2 separate regions of the Hordeum vulgare genome follow, and region 1 is linked to region 2. A link is a contact called in public Hi-C data. All regions are on one chromosome and are shown on one strand. The core of a region is the stretch at or near the end of the contact, and the rest is flanking DNA. Distances in the headings are between cores, read along the strand shown. Region 1 holds the start of LOC123395828. Region 2 holds the start of LOC123395818.

The links. A called contact is a pair of places that touch in the nucleus more often than the background predicts.
Region 1: a Hi-C map of leaf shows a contact between it and region 2, with 8 times the contacts expected there. The contact joins the promoter of LOC123395828 here to the promoter of LOC123395818 in region 2. A contact is called at or near these places in 2 of 6 Hi-C or Micro-C datasets (leaf and seedling) and 1 of 1 datasets of contacts at active chromatin or transcription factors (embryo).

Annotation. Positions count from the first base shown.
Region 1 is chr5H:281,862,433-281,866,147 of MorexV3_pseudomolecules_assembly, forward strand. LOC123395828 reads right to left here and starts at 1,987. Exons shown (of 1, transcript XM_045090863.1): 1 at 34-1,987. The coding sequence starts at 1,774. The coding sequence ends at 137.
Region 2 is chr5H:281,582,948-281,586,846 of MorexV3_pseudomolecules_assembly, forward strand. It overlaps LOC123395818, which reads right to left and starts at 1,645. Exons shown (of 4, transcript XM_045090855.1): 1 at 1,040-1,645; 2 at 551-936. The coding sequence starts at 1,400.

The sequences.
Region 1 (3,715 bases), core at 737-3,236, 280 kb after region 2:
TGTAGTGGCAAAATCACCAAGGCGTCTAATCTCTTCGGCCAAAAGATGCCACTTTTACTTTATAAACACTCTCAGATCATCTAATTCGGGTGACACTTGACAATACAGATATGCTGATTGTGTAATTGGCATGTCCTCATCCTATGTAATCAGCTCGATCATGGTAAACATCGCCACCCACTGACTCCAATTTTGGCTTTGCGGAGAGCTGAGTCCCGTATCTCCACAGGTAATTCAGCCCAACAAGCAGCTCGGTGATGGCATCTTCCGTCTTGTCCCGGTCAGCGAAGTGCAGCGTCTGGAGGAGCAGAACGCTCGTGCCTGAGCCGACGTTCCGCTGCTCGAAGCTCCTCTCGGACCGCCACCGCACAGTGTTGTGGGCAACCGGTGCTAGCCATCCGAGGATCCCCTGCACCGTGTCAGCCCACTCGGCGGCCAGGACGCGATCGCAGGCCGTGTCCTTCTTGCGGGCGGCGGACGACGGCGGCCTTAGTCGTGCTCGGAGGGACGCCCGGATACTGTCGGTCAGCATGCCGTACAGCGCATCCCTCTCGTCGGGGCAGATGTGCCGGGGCGAGATGGCGAGCTTCTCGGCGAAGACGACGAGGTTCGCGTAGTGCGATGCCAGGGCGGCTGCGCCGAGTGTCGTCTCCGGTCCGTTCGCCAACACGTCGTGCGACGAGCACTCGAACACCGAAGTGGAGAGCTTCGTGCTGGCGCTGTGACGATCACTCTCGTTGGACTGGTAATTGACACTGGAATCCTCGTTGTTGGATGAGACGTAGCTGAAGCTCAGTGGGAGATCATGGCCGCCGTGGACCCACCCCTCCCTGGTCGGAGACTTGCTCCCGCTGACCACGCAGCCGATGAGGTGCTTGCCACGCACCGGCCACTTGAGCTGCCTCAAACTCTTGCTCCTGGACAGCAGGAACCGGCGAACGTCGCCATTAGGGGCCTTACCGGAATTTGCAGCACCCGTCGACCTCTTTCGAGCATCCACGGGGAAATCCGTGGGATATACCAGCGAATTCGTACTCCCGACGAACGAGTTGCTCCAGGAGAACGAGAGCCGCGCACCGGCGGGCGACACCATCGAGTAATCGTTCATGGCGATTTTCTTGGGCTGCAGGTCGAACACATCTATGATCCTCGCGACGATGGTGAAGAGCGACCTGGCAAGCAAACGGACGGCGTAGTCCAAGCTCCGGTTCCAGAGCGAGGCCGCGCGGAGGCGGTCGACTTCCTGCCTTTGCCTCGCGACGCGGCGCGCGGCCTCGCCGGGCGCGAACTGCGCACGGCGGAGGCGCGCGCCCTGCTCTAGTTCGGCAAGCACATCGATCTCCTGGCACAGGAGCCCGGTGGCGGCGACGAGGCGCTGCATCTTACGCGCCTTGCGGTCCATCTTCTTGGCGGCCGCGTAGCGCAGCCTGTGGGAGTCGGCGCCGGCGCCGCCGGCAATAAGGCCTGCATAGAGCTCGTCGAACCGGCGCAGCAGCGGGTCGGCACACCGGCCGGAGAGCCGCGCGACGGCGCAGGAGATGTCCCCGCACGCGCCGGCCATCTCCCCGACCGCGAGGGCCAGCAGCGCGCTGTCTTCGTCGGCCACGAGCCTCCGCACGCCCTCGAGCCGGACGCCTTCCCCACGCAGCCGCGCCAGCTGGTCCTCCTCGAGGGCGCGCCACAGACTCGCCGCCCGCGACATGAGCGCAGCCACCTCGAACGACAGCATCGCGACCCTCTCCCCTCCGCCGCGGCCAGTGCTCAGCTTCCGCATCGTGGCCGAATCCTAGGCAGGCTGCTAGCACCGGTGGCAGCGTGATCGAGGCGGCGGCGGAGGCGGAGGCGGAGGCGGCGCGCGTGATGGGGTTGGGTTCGTCAAAAGTGGCTACGGGGGCAGCGGTTTTAGGGAACCGGGAAAGCGCGGGTGGGCAGACCTGCGCAGCTGCGACCGCATAGGTATTGTCACGGGGGTGGTGGGAGTTGGAACCGAAACAGAGGGGAGGTGTCCGACCGGCATCGGGGAAGGGATTATTCGGCGCGTGCAGGGCCGTGGAAACTTTGGCGAATTTTGCTTGGACTCGTGTGGAGACAGGGGAGAGGGATGCCGTGTGGATGAGGAGCCATGTGTTGGGTCCATAGCGCAGTATACGTGACTGCGTGCGTCAGGGCGGCCTCTGTCGGGGGCTTGGGATGTTCGCCGGCGCGGTACTCCCAATGATTGGAGGATGTGGACAAGCAGACGGTTCTTTGGCTAGTTCATGTGGGTCACGAACTCACACCCCCTGTTTTGGCAGTTTGTCTTTGCCCGTGTGTCCATGCCCAACATTTTCTCAAGGGTATGTTTGGTTTGAGAACCAAAAGGCATGACATGTCATGGTCTCGTTTTAAAGAAATGGGTTGGTTTCATTCTTGTGTTCAGTTGAAGATAAAAAATGAAGGAGTGATCTGCGTCGGCCGAAACTTTGGGTCGGCCGCGCGCATGCCGCACGATCGACCAACCCCGAGCGTCCGCATCGTTGGATCTCGATGCAACATTTTTCCCCGATGCAGCAAAATTTCGATGTGATGCAGCAATTTTTTCAACGGTTGCAACAAAAAACAAAATTTGTAGAAAAAAAAATCTACGTGATCGTAGCAAAAAAACGAAGCTGATGGTACGTGATAGAAAAATTGAAACGCCGGTTGTAATAAATATTTACGTGACGTGTATGCAACTTTTTTAATGAACGGTTGCACCAAAAAATGATGCCGGTTGTAGCAAAAGTAAAAAAACATCGATTGTAACGAAAAATTCGAAGAACTGGAGTTGCAACCAAACGTATATGCAGCTTTTTTATTGGACAATTGTAGGAAAAAATAACGCTTGCAGCAAATATGACGCTGGTTGCAACAATTTAAACAAAAAAATGTTGCATGCCCAGTCAGCGGGCGCGCGCGGTCGCGTGCGGCCGGCGGAACGATTGGCGCCGGCCAGAAACGGTTCCCTAAAAAATGTCACGGGTTCGTTCCATTCTTATGTTTGGTTGGAGATATGAAATGAGAAGAATATGACTCAACTCACCTTGTCGGGTTTTTCTTTTTCTATTATCGATATATTATATAAATTGCACCAACATTTTCATTGTATTTTCTGTTTTAACAATTAGCTGGGTTTTTTTCTTCTATCAATACGAGAAGAATAACCAAGTGATTCCTTCGATTTGGTGAAATCGGTTGATGAAGCGTATATAAGGAATATTCCTTTTCTGAGGATCACCCGGTTCCAGTTTCATCCTCAACTAAACACTGGAATGGTGGATTGGGGACAGAATGAACCCGTATCGTGCCACTATATCCTCAAAGCAAACACACCCTAAGGGGACCGCTAGGCGCCGGCGTGCGCCTGCAGAATTTTGGCCGGTCGGCTGCATAACGTCCAATTTGACTTACGTTAAAGGTTTTGATTAACGTATAGGTTGGGTCATTGTCTTCCTTCCTCCTGCACACATTTGGAGAAAAAAACACGATGTTCGCTGGCAGCCTCGCGCTCGCCCCGCGCTAGTCATATGCAGCTCCACCGCGGACTGCGTAGATCTGTCGCCGACCAGACGCAACTCCGCCCTAGCCCCACCTCTCGCCCCGCCTCGCTTGCACCTCCGGCGTGGATGGTGGTAGCTTCGTCGATTGATGGTTGCAACATGACGGGGTTTCCAAATACTCGTCGTGGTGACCGTCG
Region 2 (3,899 bases), core at 395-2,894:
AAGGACTGCAACTGAATTCTTGTCCAGTGTTCATTGTAAAATATCACATTTACAGTAAATTGCACTCAATTTTCAATATGTTAGACAGTAGACACACATTATTAATGAACGTACACACATTGTGATTTCCAACTTTAGGATAAATGCTTTTAGAGCACTAGATCTTTGCCGTATATACTAACACTCTGCTCGCGTACACATAGATGATCATATAGGGCTAGGGCCATATGCACCAAAGAACTGCAAGCACCTTTCAGTCTTTCACTACTTTCGCATTTAAAGCTTAAAATTATGGCATACATCAAAGTCATAGGATATGCAGACAAAGAATTGTCAATCGGCAAAAGAAACTACAAATATTTCTTATGTTCAATTGAGACCATACAATGATGAGCTATTGAAACTTGCAAAAAATGGGTGACCTGCTGAATTTCATAACAAACAATGATTTTCGTTCTAAGAAAACATACAGAGATCCGTGGAGGAAAAAATGCATGAGTTGGGTAAACTGAGCATGCCAATTTTAGATTGTGATTAGAATAAGTGTTACCTTCATAACCTGCTTAATTTCTATCTTATCGAATGAATGTGCTGAATTGTAAGAACCATCCACAAAGTTCATCTCTTGATTACTTCCCGGGACAAAGGTTTCCATGTGCACCGAGGAATCAGCATGAATCTCTTCTACAGTGTGTTCGAATCTACCAAATGAAGCACATGATGGATTTTCATCTGCTGCGCTAATAGCTTCCTCGCTTGAGGGAATATTAGCTGCACTTTCTTGGATGACAGGTTCTGGTTCAGGCCTCTTATGATAATAATCATCTGAATGAGGACATCCCGGTATTGCCCTCCTCCGACATCTGCAGCATCTGTACGATATGACTTCAGCAATCCTTGCCTCCTCTAGTCTCAAGGCATCTCCATGGAACCAATCTGTAAACAGGAGAAAATCAAGATGCGGAAAAGATCGGTAAGATAACGCAAAACGAAAATTGCTTGCTTAGAAAATGGCAGGTCAAAGGTGGAATCAACTTACTTCTGCACCTCTCACACCGGATGTACATCAGGTCTGGGGAATATCGCTTGCGGCAGAGACAGCAGATTGGTTTCATGGACGAACCAACACCATCCTTGCTTCCAAGGATAACATCGTCAGCACTGATAGCATTTGTGTCGCTCTTGCTTTTCTTCCATACGAGACCGAAGTAGGTGATCCCTTGTGTGTTTCTGCGTTTGATCTTGGACTGCATTTGCGCCTTCGCTGTTCGCTCGGCTTCCGCCGAGCTTCCCCCACGCACCTCCGCCCTCCTACCTTCGCTTCCAGGAGTTGCTAGGGTTGCGTACCTGTTCCCCGTGCGCTGTGCGCCACCCCAGCTCAGGCCATCTCCTCGATCCATCTGAAGCTGATTCTTCCACGCATCAGACAATTGTGAATCGCGCTCATAGGGCACCTCGTCCTCTCTCCCCGTTCAGGGTGGGCGCAGTTGGATTTTCTTCCTTCTGCTCCCCCGAGTCGTCGGATCCTGACTTGGGGGACTGCTCCGGCCGTCGGCGGCAGCAGAGCCAGAGCGGAACACTTCGGGACAGCCGGCGGCTGGTGGAGCCCTAAGGGGAAGAGGCGTTGGCGTTGTGCTTGGTTTAGGGCTGCAGTTGGGCCGTTGGATCCAAAGTTGACTGGTATCAGCCGCCCATTTCAGACCGGCTTGGGCGAGTGCGCTGAGGGCAACTTACAGTGGTTGCTAAGATAATATTCTAGTACCTCATTTAGAAAAAATAAAAAAGATATGCATTATATTTTGATATATTCTTTGAATTAAGGAACTTATATCCCGTTACATTTTGAAAGAAAAAATAAAAACAACATATCTCGCATCTCAAGTAGGCTTTTGTCTTCAAGCTAAAAGTATACATATAGGCAAGCATCCTAACACGACATTTACAAAAAAACAAAAAAACGAATTCCAATAGTTCCAATTTTTATATGACTTTGATGCATGCATGCAGTTTGTTTATAACCCTTTTGCTTGTTATACCATGAAGTCATGAAGGTGAGTGGAAGGAAGGTGGAGTGATACTTGCAATCTGCGGTGATGGACATGTATGCAAATAAACATACTGGGATTAGATGTACATGTACAAAATGCTAAGAAGGAGTAGTTTTGAACCCTTTTGATGGTGGTCGCTTGAAGGCTCACTTGCTGATCAGTGGTTTTATGGATGGCTATACTCGGTGGATAAGTGAAGATGATGATGAGGACGTCCACATGGCAGGGAATAACGATATGGGACTAAACGAAGAGATGACCGATCGACACGAAGACGATGGAGCCGGACACGGCGGCGTGAAGAGTCCGAACACGACGGCGGGGAAGAGTCCGGACACGGCGACGGAGAAGATTCTGGACACGGCGAAGAAGCACAGTCCGGACATGGCGGAGAAGAGGCGACGGACACGCTGCAAACTTCAACGCTACTAAGTTCAGTCGTGCAGGACCCTCATGTTTGAGACACCTTCGCAAGAGTACGACTAGCGACAGAGTTTGAAAAGGACGTGGATGTCGCCTAGAGGGGGGGTGAATAGGCGCTTTAAAATAGTTAAGGTTTAGGCTTGAACAAATGCGGAATAAAACTAACGTTTGATATGTCAAGCACAAAACCTACAAACAACTAGGCTCACCTATGTGCACCAACAACTTATGCTAAGCAAGATAAACAACTAAGTGATAGCAAGATATATTACAATAAACAATATGTCTATCACAAAGTAAAGTGCATAAGTAAAGGGTTCGGGTAAGAGATAACCGAGGCACGGGGAGACGATGATGTATCCCGACGTTCACACCCTTGCGGATGCTAATCTCCGTTAGAGCGGTGTGGAGGCACAATGCTCCCCAAGATGCCACTAAGGCCACCGTAATCTCCTCACGCCCTCGCACAATGCAAGATGCCGTGATTCCACTAAGGGACCCTTGAGGGCGGTCACCGAACCCGTACAAATGGCAAACCTTGGGGGCGGTTACCGAACCCGTACGCGTGGCAACCCTTGGGGGCGGTTACCGGTACCCGTACAAATTGCTCGGGGCAATCTCCACAACCTAATTGGAGACCTCGACGCTTGCCCGGAGCTTCACACCACAATGATTGAGCTCCGAGACACCACCAAGCTTCTAGGACGCCAAAGCATCCACGAAGAACAATATCAAGGGTACTAAGTACCAAAGGTAGTAAGCTTCTCAACTTCTCACTTCCACGTATCACCGTGGAGAACTCAAACCGATGCAACTAATGCAATGGCAAGAACACACGAAGTGGTCAAGTCCCTCACACTCAAATCCCTCCACAACAACAAAAGCTATGGAGAAATATGAGAGGAAGAACAAGGAGCTCACAAAGAACTCCAAGATCAAGATCCAAGGGGTTCCCCTCACATAGAGGAGAAAGTGATTGGTGGAGATGTGGATCTAGATCTCCTCTCTCTTTTCCCTCAAGAACAAGCAAGAATCATTGGAGGGATTGAGAGTAATCAAGCTCTAAGAATGTCAACAATGGAGGTAGAACAAGAGCTCAACTGATAGATTAGACCAAGGGGGAAGAAGACCCCCTTTATATAGTGGGGGGAGGAATCAGACCGTTACCCCCGCTTTCTGCCCGAGCTCCAGCGGTACTACCGCTGGCTGCAGCGGTACTACCGCGGGCACTCCAGCGGTACTACCGCCAGCTAGCGGTACTACCGCTGGCTGCAGCGGTACTACCGCTGGCACTCCAGCGGTACTACCGCTGGCCCGAGCGGTACTACCGCTGGGCCCTTGGTAGTGCAACGGTATTACCACCACCAAGAAAGTCTTCACAAAAAGGTCCGTCCACGAACAACCGCTAGGCAGGCGGTACTAAGCTCC